Regions from separate parts of the Sus scrofa genome. Here region 1 is linked to region 2. A link is a contact called in public HiChIP or PLAC-seq data. All regions are on one chromosome and are shown on one strand. The core of a region is the stretch at or near the end of the contact, and the rest is flanking DNA. Distances in the headings are between cores, read along the strand shown.

Region 1 (2,700 bases), core at 78-2,577, 260 kb before region 2:
GAGCTACTTGATGACTCCCAGTGACAAGGCAAGCTGATCTTGTCTGGTCCCTGGGAACCCCTGCTCTGGCTATGTGCTCAACCATCCTCCTGGGTCTCTGCAGAAGACAATGACTCCCCTGGGTGATCCTGGCAACTCACCACTGGTACTCCTTTCCCCAGGGCTGAGCATCACTTAAGAAAGCCGGATAATGACTTGGTGGTTCTACATTTCAGCTTAGGACTCAAGGAGGCTCAGGACTCAGTGAGCGTCCTTTTACTTTCTTTGTGCAGCTCCTTTCTTTCCCATGGAGTCTATTTCAAAACTTGAAAACTTGCCTCAAATCTCTTGCCCATTCATGAACATTTCAATCTCAGGAGATGATTCCTGAATTAATAAGACAAACAGAAGCTGTGAAAAATGAATTTGTGTAGTTCCCGTCGTGCGCAGTGGAGATGAATCTGACTAGGAACCATGAGGTTGCAGGTTCAATCCCTGGCCTTGCTCAGTGGGTTAAGGATCTGGCAATGCTGTGAGCTGTGGTGTAGGCTGGCAGCTGTAGCTCTGATTAGAGCCCTAGCCCGGGAACCTCCATGTGCCATGGGTGTGGCCCTAAAAAGCAAAAAAAAAAAAAAAAAAAAAAAAAAAAAAAGAATTTGCCTAACTTTGTCATCTCTCTGTATCCCAACCTATAGACTGATTGATTGCCATTTTCACCAGCCTTTCTTTGGTTTCAAAAAACAGGTGTCACTCTTCCCATCAAGCCTCAGCTCGATGCTGTTCCCTCCCAGCTGGCATTACTCTCCTATGCTGTCATCCCCTCCCACTCTGGCTCCTGTCTTTCTCTAAAGTAATGCACATCACCCTCACATGCTAAACAAAAAACTGCTCCTCTCTCCTCCATGCGAGTTCTCCTCCAGAGTTCCCCTCCATCTCTCTTCATTTCGTAATCAAATTTCTCAGAGTCTGAAATCCAGACCTTCTGCCTCCACTTCCTCAACATCCATTGGCTTTCTCTCCCCTCTGTGATTTAGCTTTTCCCCTCAGCTCCTGAAACTGGAAAGGTTAACAAAGACCAAGGGCAATGAATGCTCTTCACTCCCCCGCTACCAGTTCTGTCTGTGACATGTGGTCCTATTGCTCCTTCCCTTCTGGAAACTCTTCTGTCTTGATTTTTACTTTTTCTTTCCAAAGAGTCTTCATGTGTTTTCTCCAGTGGCTTCTCTTTTGCTATCTCCCTTTATTATTTTTAAACATGTTTATCCCTTAACATGTGTTTTACAAGGATAAATGATATTTCCAAAGAATCATTTCTCTGGGTTCCTCTCACTCTGCGACTGGGCTGGACCATGTGACTTGCTTTGGCCAGTGGAGCATCAGCAAACGCCAAGTCAGCAGAGGCTTGATAAGGGCTTGTATCTTGCGGCTTTGCCTTCTTGAAACACCGCTCAGAAACTTCCAGGTCTTTGGGGTGATTAAGATGAAGGACCAAGTGGAGAGAAAAGAGAGATAAAAATACACACACAGAGACACAGACAGAAACACAGACACAGAATGTTAACTAGCCCAACTCGAGCTAACCCATCAGATGAATAATACATTTTAGTTTTAAGCACCAAGTTCTGGGTTGGGTTGATACACACTAATACAGAACTGAGAAAACTTGGTATTTTAAAGATTCCTTTTGCCAGCCTACTTTCCTCTCACATTGCATGTTTTTCCAAGCATCCATTTCAGTGCATTTAAGTGTATTCATACCTCGCAATTCTTACACCTGTGTTTCTAGACCAGATCAGTCTTAGTTCTCATCCCTTACTTACTGGGCGTCCCCATTTGATGCTCCACAGACCGCTTCTAATTCCCACACCAAAGGTTCGTCCACAAGCTTCTCCCCACTTACTCCTTACCTTGCATAACATGCAAGCACTTGCCAGTCACTCCAGGAGGGGACTTAGCCTGAATCTTCCTTCACTCCTTCCCTTCCATTCTCTATGGACCATCAGTCATTCCCCAAGTCTTGTCAAACATGTTGTCTCAATCTCTCGCACATTTATTCTTTATCTCCAGCACTTGGAATGCTGCCCTGGTCAAGGACTTCACCTTACTGAGCCTTTTCTTTTTTCTTTTATCCGTGGCGTATGGACGTTCCTAGGTAAGGAACTGAGTCCCAGCTGGAGCCCCAGCCTAAACCGCAGCTGTGGCAAAGCCAGATCCTTTAAGCCACTGTGCCAGTGGGATCGAGCCTGGAGCTCTGCAGCAACTTGAGCCACTGTTGTTGGAGTCTTCATCCACTGCACCACAGTGGGGCCTCCCTTGTTGTATTTTGACGGTCACCAGTGTCCACTCACTGTCTCCTGGCTCTGAGGTTTGGTCCGCACAGCCAACACATCCATATTTGTCCTGATCACTATCCTGCTGACAGTTCTTTGGTGGCTCATCACCTATGGAATAAGTGAAAGATTTTTTAATATGCTGCTAAAGCCCTTCTGACCTGGCCCTACTTATATTGCCATGCTCATTTCCCACCCTTTCCCTGTGTCTGCTTTGCTCCTAGCCAGATGACTTGCAGGGCGACACCAGCCATCTGCCCCCTGGATACCTCAGACGGTTTTCCCGCCTGGCATACCTCCCCACCCCTGCCATCTGCAGAGTCCTTGAAGACTCAGATGAAATGTCACATCCCCTGTGAAGCCTCCCCTGTCTGTCTGGGCACAGGCAAAA
Region 2 (2,700 bases), core at 73-2,572:
CAGGGGACCCTGCCTTAATTTGGAACAAGAGGGAAAAGATTTTTTTTTTTTTTTTTGTCTTTCTGTCTTTTCTAGGGCCGCACCTGCGGCATGTGGAGGTTCCCAGGCTAGGGGTCTAATCGGAGCTGTAGCCACCAGCCTACACCACAGCCTCAGCAACGCCAGATCCGAGCCGCGTCTGTAACCTACACCACAGCTCACAGCAATGCCAGATCCTTAACCCACTGAGCGAGGCCAGGGATCAAACCCGCAACCTCATGGTTCCTAGTCAGATTCATTAACCACTGAGCCATGATGGGAACTCTGGGAAATGACTTTTTGAATCAATCTATTCAGACTATGTTTCCAGGGTAGAGAACACCCAGTCACCCAGGAAAGAGCAACTGCTAAGAACTCCTCTCTCTTTGGGGAAGCCTGGTATTGTCTTTCCAGGACTGTTTGCTCTGGAGCGGGGCAGCTCCTGCTCTCACAGGCCCGGCTCCGGGCCAAACTCTCTGCGGCGCCAGAGCTGCCCGCTGAGCCACCCTGCTCCATCCCGGTGCCCTTCAAGGGCAGCTCGCAGTCTCAGAGGTAAGAGTTTGTGTTTGGAGGGTTGTGACCACGGAAAGGAAAGACTGGGTCAATTTCCAGATGTCCGGAACGCTGAGACTTGAACAGCTTCTCCTGTCTCATCCCCTCCCCTTTCTTCAGAGTTGGCCACAATGCCAGGAAATGGGGACAACTACTTGCGCTTCCTGTCCTAGAAAACCTAGGGACAGGTGAGGGGCAGGTGCGGGATTAATGTCAGCGCCCCGAGGTAGGGGTGTGGAAGAGGCAGGCGGGTGGGCACCTGAGCAAGCCTGGGCGTAGCCCCAGTCTCTGGGAGCTGAACAGATGCAGGGCAGATGGGGGGAGCTGCAGATGAGGCAAGGAAGAACTGAGGCAGGTGGGGGTGGTGGGGGGCCCGGGGGACCGCTGCCTTGCATTCTGCAGATGAGGCCACTGTGGTTCAGAGAAGCCAGGTGCCTCTCCCAAGGTCACACAGTCCAGTGGCAGAGCTAAGACCTTGAGGCGCTGCCCATGCTGCCCCAGGCAGACAAATTCATGGTGGGCGAGTTTGTGGCCCCCTGGAGGGAGCAGGGGCAGTGGGAGTGCCAGAGGTGACCAGGACATTTTAGTGTTTGCCTGGAAGGGACAGAGGCAGGGAGAGAAGAAAGAGGTCCTTGCAGAGTTCATCAGCTTCTACAATTGCTCAGAATGACTCACTTGACAAAACCAGTGCCTTCTACAGACTGGCCACCCTGACCAGGGCTGAGTCAGTGGGGCTGGCCGCCGCCGCACCGAGCCTGTGGCCGTGGCCAAAGCAAACGCGTAGCTTTGTGGTCATGGCCTTCTGACAGACATGTGACATATGGGGAAGCCATGGGGAGCCATCCCGGCTCAGAACTGGGGGAGGAGGAGAAAGGCAAAGAGGCAGCAGGAGAGGCGGGCGGAGGTGTGTGTGTCACCACTTGCTGTGGGCCCTCTTCTGGGGTGACCCCCCAGCCTCTTCCTCTTGCTTCCTGAGGCCGGGGGTGGGTGGTGGTGGTTGCTGGGGTGGGCCTGTGTTTTGGTCAGATTGTCGAGGTGGTGAGAAGCGAGTATGGTGTCTTAGACTTCTCCTGTCTCAAAGATTTGCCAGCCCACAAATCTCATGGGTTCCTGGGTCTGCTGCTTGCTGTGTGCTTGTTGTAACTTGGAGGGTATGAGGTGGCCGTGGTTTGGGTTGTCTTTTGTTCCAGACATGATCTTCTGTTAGGAAGAGCCAGTGGTGGCCATGTCTAAACTGTGGCATCCAATATGTACTGACTAGTAATATTAAAGTTGTCATGTTGAACAACCGTGTCTATTTTGAATTAATTCTGCATTCAAAGATGGAGCAAAGAGCTGATTTATAAATTTAATAGTATAAATTTAACACTAGCATCTGAGACAGAGATCAAGTGTGGACTAGGGCTGGAGTTGAGGGGAATTGCTTACTGAGAATAAGATAGACAAATGAGTTTATGAGCTAAAAACCAGGACAAATTCAGTTGTCAAACAGGAGAGTAAGACTTTGGTTGGATAAATTATGGCATATTAATACAATAAAACATGATGACATTAAAAATGACTATATGTATGTCTAGAATATCGTAAAATATTCACACCATTAGAGGCCAAAGCAGATTATAAAATAGTACAATTGCATTTTTGGTTAAAACATGCATACATAAGAAAAAAAATCTGGAAAAATATAACTTAGAATATGAATAAATCATCTCTGGGAGAAGGGACATGTGTAACTTATTCTCTAATTTGTTGTGTTAATTTTTTTCCTAAAATATATATGGATTTCTCGAGTACCTAAAGAAAATGGAAGACCGTAGGCATCTTTTTATACAAAAGAGAACCTATGGCAGAGGGAAACCGCACCGGTTCTAAAACAGGAAAGAACTGATTCTGAATTCCAGCTTCCTGCTACTGAGGTGGCCTTGGCACTTGGGCCTTCTGTGTCTTAGCCTGACTGAGGTGGGCTCACAGCAAGGCCTGGCAAGACAGGCTGTCATCTGGAAGGTCTCCAAAAGTCCATGGGTGCTGATGTGTGAACAGAGAGTGGTCCCCACAGCTTTGCAGGCTAAAAATCTTGATTTTGTTTTCACCCAAGAGTGGATCAGAGATTGATTTCCACTAAACAACTTC

The links. HiChIP or PLAC-seq counts read pairs in DNA pulled down with a chosen protein or histone mark.
Region 1: a contact with region 2 is called in an H3K27ac HiChIP or PLAC-seq map of alveolar macrophages. The contact joins two enhancer-like sites. A contact is called at or near these places in 1 of 47 Hi-C or Micro-C datasets (embryonic fibroblasts) and 1 of 2 datasets of contacts at active chromatin or transcription factors (alveolar macrophages).

What each region holds. Positions count from the first base shown.
Region 1 is chr4:72,760,583-72,763,282 of Sscrofa11.1, reverse strand. No RefSeq gene overlaps it. Among named protein-coding and RNA genes, the nearest start is that of CHD7, 7.5 kb to the right of the region's middle. Within about 2 kb of position 1,327, at least 1 of the 83 cell types and tissues checked has an H3K27ac peak or open chromatin away from gene starts, as enhancers often do. A contact at or near this core is called in alveolar macrophages, where this site is marked.
Region 2 is chr4:72,503,118-72,505,817 of Sscrofa11.1, reverse strand. No RefSeq gene overlaps it. Among named protein-coding and RNA genes, the nearest start is that of CLVS1, 250 kb to the right of the region's middle. Within about 2 kb of position 1,322, at least 13 of the 83 cell types and tissues checked have an H3K27ac peak or open chromatin away from gene starts, as enhancers often do. A contact at or near this core is called in alveolar macrophages, where this site is marked.